3 separate regions of the Mus musculus genome follow, and all the other regions are linked to region 2. A link is a contact called in public Hi-C data. All regions are on one chromosome and are shown on one strand. Each heading gives the region's core, a stretch centred on a gene start, on an enhancer-like site or on the middle of the called end of the contact. The rest is flanking DNA. Distances are from core to core; before and after follow the strand shown.

What was found. A called contact is a pair of places that touch in the nucleus more often than the background predicts.
Region 1: a contact with region 2 is called in a Hi-C map of cerebellum, with 2.8 times the contacts expected there. The contact joins two enhancer-like sites. A contact is called at or near these places in 2 of 484 Hi-C or Micro-C datasets (cerebellar granule neurons and cerebellum), 1 of 115 datasets of contacts at active chromatin or transcription factors (astrocytes) and 2 of 9 other capture datasets (embryonic tail and embryonic trunk).
Region 3: a contact with region 2 is called in a Hi-C map of cerebellum, with 6 times the contacts expected there. The contact joins two enhancer-like sites. A contact is called at or near these places in 23 of 484 Hi-C or Micro-C datasets (the N1E-115 cell line, brain, cardiomyocytes and 14 more), 2 of 115 datasets of contacts at active chromatin or transcription factors (astrocytes and embryonic forebrain) and 2 of 9 other capture datasets (embryonic tail and embryonic trunk).

The regions. Positions count from the first base shown.
Region 1 is chr5:133,452,269-133,456,362 of GRCm38.p6, reverse strand. No RefSeq gene overlaps it. Among named protein-coding and RNA genes, the nearest start is that of Gm36667, 140 kb to the left of the region's middle. Within about 2 kb of position 2,477, at least 46 of the 459 cell types and tissues checked have an H3K27ac peak or open chromatin away from gene starts, as enhancers often do. A contact at or near this core is called in cerebellum, where this site is marked.
Region 2 is chr5:132,227,824-132,231,469 of GRCm38.p6, reverse strand. All of the region lies in intron 2 of Auts2 (autism susceptibility candidate 2), which reads left to right. Among named protein-coding and RNA genes, the nearest start is that of Auts2, 310 kb to the left of the region's middle. RefSeq lists an enhancer at 1,110-2,318. Within about 2 kb of position 1,564, at least 76 of the 459 cell types and tissues checked have an H3K27ac peak or open chromatin away from gene starts, as enhancers often do. A contact at or near this core is called in cerebellum, where this site is marked.
Region 3 is chr5:134,061,395-134,065,145 of GRCm38.p6, reverse strand. It overlaps Gm40339 (a long non-coding RNA gene), which reads left to right. Exons shown (of 6, transcript XR_868578.3): 3 at 1,988-2,576; 4 at 2,954-3,121. Among named protein-coding and RNA genes, the nearest start is that of Gm40340, 12 kb to the right of the region's middle. Within about 2 kb of position 1,280, at least 4 of the 459 cell types and tissues checked have an H3K27ac peak or open chromatin away from gene starts, as enhancers often do. A contact at or near this core is called in cerebellum, where this site is marked.

The sequences.
Region 1 (4,094 bases), core at 1,228-3,727, 1.2 Mb before region 2:
TTAGTGAATTTTAGGTTAATGGGTTGGCTGAGAATGTCCCTTGCTTTTCCTACGCAAGCTTATTTAATGTATAGATATAGGTATAGATACACACACATACACACTTTTAATAGTTATGTTTCTCTAGGCAACTATGACTAGAACATTGGGATTCTCTTTTTATGTTCAAAATCATATGCCATTCAAGACTCTAGCAGATTATTTAAACATTTAACTATTGCTTAAAGCCAATTTTAATATTCAAATCATTTAAAAAATGTGTCCATTCCAAGATCTGCATATGGATACTTACAGTATTAAATTCACAACTGCCTAAAAATGTAAGGAATCAAGTACTCTTCTATTATTAAGTAGGTTAAATATTTTTGGGGGTGTACACTATTCAAATAGAATAGATTAAATATTAAAAGGAACAGGCTTTCAATCCACATAAAGGTACTTAGGAATCCTAAATGCATGTTACCCAAATGAAGTGAAATCCCATCTGGAAACATATATGCCCTTAGATTCCACTTATAGATTCTTCTAGAAAATAAAAGTGAAAACTATATTGTTAGACCAGTGGTTTCTATTACTCAGGGGCTCCCAATGTCTTCTTTTTTTATCATTTATAAACAGACTGTGAGGTTAGCAGATATGATTCTTTCTGAACTTCAACCACATATTCTGCCTTCAAACACCAGATGCATTAAAAGTAATAGGTCAGTTGTCCATGGACTGAAGTCTTCAAACTATAAGTCAACATAAAGCCTTTCTCTTTATAAATTAATAATTTGTGGTATTTGTTATAGTAATAGATTGCTGACTAAGATGGTGGTGTTTCCTTTTTCTTCATGGTGTGTGTATATGTGTGTGCGCGCGCGCTCATGTATACTTATGGAAGTCTTAAGTCAATGTCACTTCACATGTCTTCATTAATCCTACTTCCACGCGATTTTTGGGTCAGCAACACTCACTGAACCTTGAGCTCCCAAGCTCACTGCTTTGCCTGTATAGGCTGGCTCTCCAGTGGGCCCCATAGCTCCTTCTTTCTTTTCCTCCCTAACTCTGTGATTACAAGCACATGGCACCATGCCTGTTTTCTTTTTTTGTTTGTTTGTTTTTGTTTTTGTTTTTTGTTTTTATGTGGGTCCTGGCAAATCTGTACTCAGTTTCTCATGTTTGCCTACCAAGCAGCTTACCCATTGAGCCATTTTTCTAGCCTTTGCCCCCTTTCCCTATCAAAATAGAAAAAAATAGAGGGCAGTAAGAAAGAGGAAGTTAGAAGGGAAAAGAAGCAATGGCTTCCACAAATGTCTACTCCAAAGTCTGCTTTGTTAAAGTCTTGCTCCCTAGATGATGGCATTATTGAGAAGTGATTGGATTATGAGAACATTAGCTCCAGCCACTGATGAAGTCATAGCTGAATGAGCTACAAGAACATGAGACCTGATGACCTTGTCAGAGAAATTAAGTCTCTCAGTTTCCCTGTCTCTCCTCCTCCTCCTCCTCCTCCTCCTCCTCCTCTTCCTCCTTCTCTCTCTCTCTCTCTCTCTCTCTTTCTCTCCCTCTCTTCATACACACATACACACACACACACAACACATGACACATGTCTCATTCTGCATGGATACACATACATACACATATGTCTCTGTGTATATATACACATATATATGTCTCCATCTGCATACATGCACACACATATATACATATATATACACATACATATACATCGTATAATAATCATATAATATACATCTACATCATCTACATCTACATTACATGTGCATTTGCATATACATATACATCATATACACATAGATTTGCACATATGCATACACGTATACCTCCCCCCCCCCCCGGATCAATAAGGTAAGTAGCTTCCTCCACAGCGCCTATATATTTTTTCATCTCATCACAAGCCCACAGCAATGGAACTGGGTAAACCGTGAAATCCTGAATCAATGTAAATCTTTCTTCTTTAAGTTATTTACCTCAGGGATTTTTGTCAAAGGGATGAAAGTTGACTAATATGCATGGACTGGATAAATTTTTGCTAACTGTTTTCATCTACCTAAATCCTGTCTCATCAAAAAGGTGACTTCTCTAATTAATTAAACTTTAGGGCCCTGCCAGTCTCTAGAAACAGGTGCCTGGATGCTCTTTAAGCGTTCCTGGAATTGGGGTGGGACGGGAAGCCAATATGAATAGAAGGTTGACAGCAGCGTGACAGGCTGACTTTAACTCTTATTCCCTCTGCTAGCCGATGAAACACACAGTTAATTTCCAGGATCATGGCTACTGGGGTGGCAGCTGAGGGAAATCAAAGACTCAGCAGGTCCCCATAATTCATACTCATTTTGTGTAGCCAGAGTGGATGATGGGATGGCGGGGTATAAAAAAGTCCCCAGCTCTTGCAAGCACACTGCTGTGTTGAGGCCCATCCCACAGCTCTGTCTCCATCTGCATGCATGCCCAGGGCCAGCCAAATCTGGATTCGTGCAGGGAAAGTAAATGGAAATGCCCACTCTTCACTTGTTCAGGCTGCTGAGGCAGCTGGCACCGACAAGTGACCCAGTTCTAGCATCTAATCGGTATTGTCTGCACTTTGGGGGCATCCTTCTCTGAGGGACGCTCATTGTGATCCATTCTATTTACCCACAAATGCCAGAATTTACTTCCGAGGAGCTACACATGATAACACTCTCCCTGTGTCAAAGACTTTTATTTGAGATGAAAGACCCAACAGTGCCTGGCTTGTCTGATTAGAGCTGTAAGTTCTGTGATTATCCTCAGAATACAGACAGGGCTTCAATTGTGGCTTTGTTCTTTCCCTCCCCTCAAGGCTGGTAAGCTGAGAACTAAGCTTATTCCCTAAGACAGCCTTGTGCCGGCTAGTTGCTCAACTGCTCAGTGTCACACAGGTTCATAGATATGTGTTTCTCCATTTGTATATGTGTGTGTTGTGTCTGTGCATGTGGTGGGCATGTATGTATACACACATGCATAGTTGGAAAGATGGATGGATAGATGAATAGGTAAGCATATAGATTTAGTATTGGTTATTCTCACTGTGAGATCTGATATACCAGCCACTTATGAAAAACACTATTTTCCTTAACCTTTGTGGGTAGGAGTGTAAAGAAGTTTTATAACTATGATTATGAAACTGAATACAGAGCAAGGTACTTCCTGGGTGGAGGATCATGTCACACAGATATTAGAAGTGAGCTGGGGATATGGGTCAAATACTATGGTGCTTACTGTATACACGTGAAAGCCTGGATTTGATTCCTAGAAACTATGTATTAAAAAAAGGCACGTGCCATTTGCTTACCATTCCAATCTTAGAAAGGTAGAGAAAAATCAAACCTTGGAAGCTCACTGGCCAGCCACCTTTGCCTACTAGGCAAGTGCCATGTACAATGAGAGACTCTGTCTCAGAAAAGGTAGATGACTCATGAGGAATTGGTTGTCCTCTGGCCTTCTCATATACATAGATCAGCACATATAAACACATGGAGATCCATCCACATACCCTGCCCCCCACTATTAGTAACTTTTTAGTTGCTGTGATAAAAATACTGTGACAAAATCAAGTCAAAGAAGAGAGGGTTTATTTGGCTTATGGTTCCAGGGTAGGGGGGTCACCATGGTGAAGAAAGCATAGACACAAATAGGGAGAGCATGGCAACAGGAGCTGGAAGCTAGCTGATCATAGTTTTACACACACACACACACACACACACACACACACACACACACAGAGAGAGAGAGAGAGAGAGAGAGAGAGAGAGAGAGAGAGAGAGAGAGAGAGTACAAACTTTGAAACCCTACCTCCACTGAAGTACTTCTTCCAACAAGGCTCAATCTCCAAAGGGTTTTATAACTTTCTCAAAAACCCACCTGGGGATTGGGTATTCAAATACATGAACCTATGAGGGACATTTCTCATGTAAATCGTCACACAAAGATATCAGATATGACACTTAGACTTGAGAGAGGGTTGGTTTTCAGCAAAGCAGAGCCATATCCTGGTGGCTGTCATATTGTTCATTCGGGAACCTTTTCCTAGAGTGATCTGTCCAGATTCCTAAAATAAATGTCTGTAA
Region 2 (3,646 bases), core at 315-2,814:
CACTTTGTGTGCCTTGCGAGTGGCTTCTCCGTCAACCATGTAGCAGGGGCTTGGGTTGCCCGCTGTACAGACTGCAGTCTCTTGTGCTTCAGAGTGAGGGAATTAGAATTAGAAAATGTAAGTCGAGCCTTCCTAGGCTGTGATAATGGCTTCAGATTATTGCTTTTCAGTGTTCTCTTGAGATGTTTTATTTCCCCCGTAAGTCCCCGAATCTACAGTGTCCATTAAAGGAAAATTATACCAAATTCTAAAATGTAAGTTTTTAAAGCAGCGGTCACCTTGTTTGACTTGTGCTTATTTTTGGATGAGCATAGGAACTTTGGACAGAGTGGGAATATTTGAGCATGGCGCTAGGGGTGCTGTTAGTGTTAACAGGCTGTGTACTCACCAAGTGAACATAGGTTTCCAAGTTCCTTTGGGTTATTTATGCATTTTGGTTCAGTCTAAAGGTTATTTAAAATTTTTGTACTTTAAATGCAAAATTTTATATAGTAGTACTTCTCTAGAATATTATGCATAGTTGTTGACGTAATGGCTTGGGTAGGCACAGATAGCTGGTATGTGAAGAATAAATTACCACATCAAAGCCTGTGTGCTTTAGAGGGAGGAGTGAGTACATTGGTAGGTATAGAAGATTACCTTTATTACACGGAAAATTTCAGTGTTTATATAAACTTTTGTGGGTTTAGCATATTTGTAGACATAAAGTGAGCCTTGGAGCCTTCAAACATGACCTTTTCATTTAGTAGCTGAGTGTCTTTGGCTTGGTTTTTCTTTTTCTTTTAATTCTTTTCCTGGATTTTTGAATCACCTGAATTAATACCTTGCCTTTATTGTCTTTATGTATTCACGTAAACTGAAAACCCCAAACTGAGTGGGTTGTTGTTATTGTTTGTTTGTTTTAAGTTTTTAAGTATGTTTTGTTTTGTTTTGTTTTAAAGTTTTGTTGTGTATGCTTAGCTGGCCTGCCACTCCCATCTACAATGCTGTTAACTCTCCACAGTCCTGCGTTAGCCTTTGGAATTGGTGCTGGAGACATGAGCATGAGCCCACTCCAGGCTTCAGGTTTCTGTTTGGTCACCAAAGCTTTTCTGTGTCTAGAAGACGAAGGTGAATTACTGTTTCTGTCCTGAAGTGAACCTCACACAGCCTTGTTGATGTTAGTGGGAATGCTAATATCTTTTCTAAAGTTCTTCTGGAGTGTTCCTCTGGCTCTATACTAAAAGGACTGTAATCTTTAGAAATTGAGTTCCTGCAGGGAGGCTGACAGCTCAGCAGATGGTGGGAGATTTTAGGGTGTTGTGTTTGTTATCGCTCATGTAGAGCCGACACAGACTCCAAACCCGAGTCTGTATTTCTCTTGGAGCAGACATTAACCTCTTTTTCCAGGCCGAGACAGTGAAGTGTATCAGTTTTGGTAGCCTGGGTTATAAGAAACCTAAATTAGTTTGAAGTGGAATTATCCTGTTGAAAGGGCAGTTGAAAGCCCTTGACACTGGACAGAGGATTGTCTAGTGTCTAATCTTGGCTCAGAACGCAGCAGACATAATGAGAGTCATTATGAACTGGTGATCTCTCACCCCTCCCCTCAGCAGACCGCATTAGACTTGCAAAAACAGAGAGCACTGTGTGTGCTTGGCCCTGTGCCTGCCCTGTGCCAGAGGAAGAAAGTCTACCTTGTTTGTGCTCCAACCAGATACCGATGTATCCTGTTACTGCTAGGCTGGGTTCTGAGTTCCTCTGTTCAAGCTCGTCTTGACAGATGCTGTCATGGCTGACCCTTAGCAAGACAAATGCAGCCACTTTGCAGGAGTTGGCTTCTACCCAGCTGTGCTTGCCAGTGTCCTGAAAGGACGTTCCTGTGTATTTACCTGTGGTCTATTACCCTCCATCACGATCTGAGCTACCTTCAGAATCTTGGCTGTATCTGAAAGCAATGTGTAGTTGTTTGTTCAAATAAATGCAGTCCCTGAACTTGACTTCCTGATCTTTCAATAACAGCTGTTGCTTAAATACATCCTGAGAATCTCCGGGAAGGTCTCCTGCTACAGAATCAGAACTTTGATAGCTGTGTATCATGGACTCTGGAAGCACCACAAAAAGAGACTCTCCACAGATGAATGTTGGGGGGTTTGCTCTGAATGTTAATCTTTGCCTAGGAGGAATGACAGTTTTGTTGTGTTGCAGCGGGTTGGGATGAAAGAAGACAAGTGGCTGGAAATGAGTGGGGTGAACTATGGTGAGAGCTTGCTTCTGAAGGGTGCTGGCAAAGAGGCTTCATTATGGTATTGAAAAACAGATGGGGGCTTCTTGAAGTCTGTGTAAGAGTGAGTGAGTATGGGTCTCCCTCTCCCTCTCCCTCTCCCTCTTCCTCTCCCTCTCCCTCCCCCCTCCCCTCCCCCTCCCTCTCCCCTCCCCTCCCCCCTCTCCCTCCCCCTGCCCCTCCCCCTCTCCCTCCCCCTCTCTCTGTGTGCTATGTGTGTTTAAAAATCATTCTGGCAGTTGTCTGGGGAAGGAATGGACACACACACACAAACACACACACATGCACACACACAGAGAGGTAGGGAGGGAGGGAGAGAGAGGGGGGGTGAGTGGTGCATTATTTTTTTCCTATCAAGCTCTTAGTAAGAGGCTGGTTTAGTAGAGAAAATAAAGTGGATAGGAAAAGATTTAGATATGTGGGTGTCTGTCAATAGAATTTAGCCAACACTTGTAAATTTAAAAGGTGCAAGAAGAAATAAATCAAAGTTAAGGAAAATGGGTATGTAGTTTTCATCTGAGATACAAGAAAGTACCTGTTGAAGAAGCACACATGGCTTTGTAGCTACATCATGACTCCATCAGTCTGGTGAACACGAGTTTAGAGTATCTTGCACTTGAGGTGTGAGTCAGTTGGTAAGGGCAAGTTTACATACATGAAATCTAACTTTGACTTTTAAGACATTGTACACTGTGTATGGGGATGTAAAGTGGTATTCCTAACACTTGGAATACGGAGGTTAGAAGTTCAAGGCTGTTTTTAGTTGTGTAATACATTCCAGGCCACCCTGTGCTACCTTGATGTACTTAGTAGAATACCACAATATAATGTAGATATTGATGAATATATTCAAGTATAGTTATTTTAACCCAGAGTTCAGACTTGAGATGTAGGTTTGTAGGATAATAATTTTATTCTCAATAACCTTAGTTCTATTTCATCATTAAAGTTATGAAATTATCATTTGTTTTTGCTAGCCTGTATCAATGTTGATACAGACAAGGCTCATATTAGAGATCAGATACTGTTTATTGAGAATGCATTGATTGTGTGTAGCTCAAACATCCATTTCCCTATCTGAGTTCATGCCATGTGAATTGTGGGGCAATTGGTTCTGTATATTCACCATTGTTGAAGCAGCCCACAGGACTACAGGTTAGACATTGTTGTCCTGTCCTTGTTCAGAGCCTTTTGGAAAGATCTTGACGTGGATGTCTCCTTTCATGCAGTGCTGAAGTCTTTAGTGCATATTTCTTAAGTGGAATCAACAGCTTAAACTTTATAGAAAGAAGCTACCATAGCTCGCTGTCTAAAACCTTGCATCTGTACTTTCAACTTCGGCACACTGTGGGTAGCCAGCCTGCTTTTCCTGTCTGATGTGCT
Region 3 (3,751 bases), core at 31-2,530, 1.8 Mb before region 2:
CTCAAAAGTTCTGTCCAGGTATGGACCAGAACGGCTGCAGTTGGGAACCCAGATAAACTTTCCATTTAGAAACAACCTTGCTAACGTGGCAGAAATGAGGGCATTAGAAAGAGAGCCTCTCTTCCATCTATCAGGCCACTGGAAACAATAGACCCCAAGAAACAGGAATTTCTTCAGGAGTCTCTCACTGGGAGAAGGAAAAGGCTGGAAGCCTGGTGCCTGGCAAAGTGGAGCTTGTTTCGAGAGAGATTTCTCACTGTTCTGGTGACTTCTCAACCACTTCACTGGGCAGACTGGAGCTGAGGCAAAGCTGGGGCAGTGGCGGGTGGGTCCGAACCTAGCTCCTCCGAGAAAGGTTCAATTTCACTTTTAATTGTTTGTGTATGTGTGCGCATGCGTGTGTGTGTGTGTGTGTGTGTGTGTGTGTGTGTGTGCGCGCGCGCATCTCTCTCTCTCTCTCTCTCTCTCTCTCTCTCTCTCTCTCTCTCTGTGTGTGTGTGTGTGTGAGAGAGAGAGAGAGAGAGAGAGAGAGAGAGAGAGAGAGAGAGAGAGAGAGGGCGGCCGGCGCACGAGAGTACAGGTGGCCTCCTGAAGCTGGAAGAGAATGTCAGATCCCCTGGTGCTGGCATCATAGGGAGTTGTGAACCACCTGACATGGCTGAGGGGAAAAGAACTCTTGTCCTCCGGAAGAGCAGCAAGTGCTCTTCAGGTAGAGGCATTTTCCCACCCCCATCCCCGCGCCTCTCAGCTATTTAAATTACGCTTCACATAAGGACCCTGAAGGTGGACTCGGAAGGTGGGGTATCACTGGACTTCCGTCACCGTTCCTTGTCCCAGTGTCTTAGGTAAAACATTTGACCCATTTACATATGTGTGTGTGTGCACACGTGTGGAGGTCAGAGGATACCATGAAGCAGTCAGTTCTCTGCTTTCAACGTGTGTGTCATGGTGATTGGCCGCAGATCATCAGGCTGGGCTGAACGCTCTTTTACATGCAACATCCTCTCAAAACCCTAATTGACTTACTGAGCAAAGGTGGGTCCAGGGGCCCAGGCTCTGACCCTAATATCTCCAGTAATGGTAATGATCGCAAGTGTTTTGTTATAATGTCTGCAGCTGATAACCGCAGGTGCTCATCGGGGGCTGAGATCTTGGCCTAATAGCACTCCTCAAGGTCCTTGGGAAGATACCTGGCACATGAGAAGCCACAGGCCTAGCCTTTAAGGCTGGGCTACTCATTAGTGGGAAAGATAGCGGAGATGGCCACTAGGGGGCGCTCCGAATCCATAACAAAGTCTGCAGAGTTGCTGAACAGCTTGGAAATATCCTGGACCTCACAGTTGCCAATGTTCTGGTAGACTGGGAGGGGGAGGAAAGAGGAAGGGAAGGAAAGGAAAGGGGGAAGGGGACAGTGTAGGGGAGGGGAGAGGTGAGGTGAGGTGAGGTGAGGTGAGGTGAGGTGAGGTGAGGTGAGGTGAGGTGAAGGCTCCGTTGCCTGCTTACTTGGGCAGCAGTATCCCGTTATGGCTCAGCCTGTAGCCCATGAGCAGGGGATCTATTAGCCCATCAGTTCGGTTGGCACCTCTTGTTTTAGGGCACGATTTGGGGGATCTTCCACGTTAGCACAGTCCTGGCTTATGATCCAGGCTCCCCTCACAGTAGCTGGTGGAACACACTGATTTCAAGGCTGCAGAGGGTTCTGGGACTTGTATTTCAGGCTCGGCGAGGAACGTGAACCTTGAGAACCTGCGGTTTCTCTGTCCTTTGTAGCCCAACAAGTCAGACTATAGAGGGGGACGAGGAGACCATCATTCTTCGGTGTCAATTTCTTCCTTCCTTCCTTTCTCCTCTCTCTCTCTCTCTCTCTCTCTCTCTCTCTCTCTCTCTCTCCTCTTTCTTTCTTTCTTTCTTTCTTTCTTTCTTTCTTTCTTTCTTTCTTTCGTATTTATTTATTTATTTTAAATTAAATTTTTTTTTTTTTTTTTAGATATGATCTCTTGGAGTCCAGGCTGACCTTGAACTTGCTATGGAGCTGTCTGTGTGTGTGTGCGTGTGTTGCACCGGTTCGCGTGTGCACTTGGAGACCTGAGGGTTTCTTCCTTTGTTACTAAGAACCCAGAGCTTGCTGATTGCATCAGTATCACTGACTCTGAGAATCCCCTTTTCTGCCTCCCGAGTGCTAGGGTTATACGCAGCCTCCACTCCCACACAGCTTTTCTGTGGGTACTTGGAGGCCTGTACTCTGGTTCTCATGCCTGCGTGGCCAACGTTTTACCCACTGAGATGTCTTCCCTGCTCTCTCTCTCTCTCTCTCTCTCTCTCTCTCTCCTTCTTTCTAAAAGTCAAGTCCTGGGGACACGTGGTGCACAGCCATACATGCAGGCAAAACACCAGCACACATAAAATAAAAATAAAGGTTAAATAAACAGGGGCTAGAGAGATGGCTCAGAGATTAGGAACACTGGCTGTTCTTCCAGAAGACTCGGATTTAATTCTCAGCATCCAAATGGCAGCTGACAACTGTCTGTGACTCCAGTTCCAGGGGATCTGAAGCCCTCTTCTAGACATACGTGCAGGTAAGACATGAATGCACATGAAATAAAAATAAGTAAATCAAAAAAAAGATGCCCCCTTCAAACTCCTCTTGGGAAAGGTAGGTTCAATGATAATTTTCAAACCCATTTCAAAGACTTGGGGTAGGGCACCAAGTTCCTACTCCCCAAACGCTCTAGTTGTCCAGTACCCAGAAGGCACTTGTAAACGTGCACATTGTCTTCGTAGGGCAAGCATCAATGGGATGATGTGTTAGTTGTTTTGTGAGCCTCTAAATCCTAAGCCCTGTGTGTATCTGGTGCTTGGGCAGGAAGGAAGATTAGCCTGGGGTCTGCATAGCCTTCTGCTCTTCGCCTCTTCCCTTCCAAGCTAAACATCTTCAACTGACTTTATCTTTCAGATGAAAACCTTGGCAGAAGGAGATTTATTTGGTACCGTGAGCTTCTCTTGTAAATAGCTCCCCGGGTGCCGTGTCTACAACCCACCTGTCAGCCCTTGGAGTGGAGGAGGCTGTGTGTTATTGATCCCGACCTGTGGCTGCACCCAGCATGGTACTAGTATCTAGCAGGTATTCAATCAATGTCCTCTGCATGTAGAGATAATGAGGAGGGAAAGGAGGGTCTTATGGGGGGCTCACTGCAAGAGAGACTGCAGGATGTGGGAGGAATAGGGATCCCGGGGATAGCCTGGAGGACGAAATTAGCCAGGGATGGAGGAAGGAAAAGAGCTAGACCACGTGATATGGCAAGCACAGAATACTTGCTGCACACATGGAAGTACATATGAGAGGGGCAGTCTTCCTCTAGCTGTTGTTACTTGGGACATGGAGAATAGGGAAGAGAGGAGAGTGCCCAATTGGCCCAGGCTCCTATTCATAAGAGAGATACCCGCTTTCCCTTAGGTGTTAACTACCCCTTTCTTGGACTGAGATGAGATTTAAGAATTCCAGTGTGGCTCAGTGGTAGAGCCCCTGCCTAGAATCCCCCAGTGAGGGGCTGGGGGTGTGGCTCAGTGGTAGAGCCCCTGCCTAGAATCCCCCAGTGAGGGGCTGGGGGCGTGGCTCTGTGGTAGAGCTCCTGCCTAGAATCCCCCAGAGAGGGCTGGGGGCGTGGCTCTGTGGTAGAGCTCCTAAACAGCATTCTCAAGACCTTGGATTTGATCATCAGCACCACAATAAATAAATGAATGAATAAAAGTC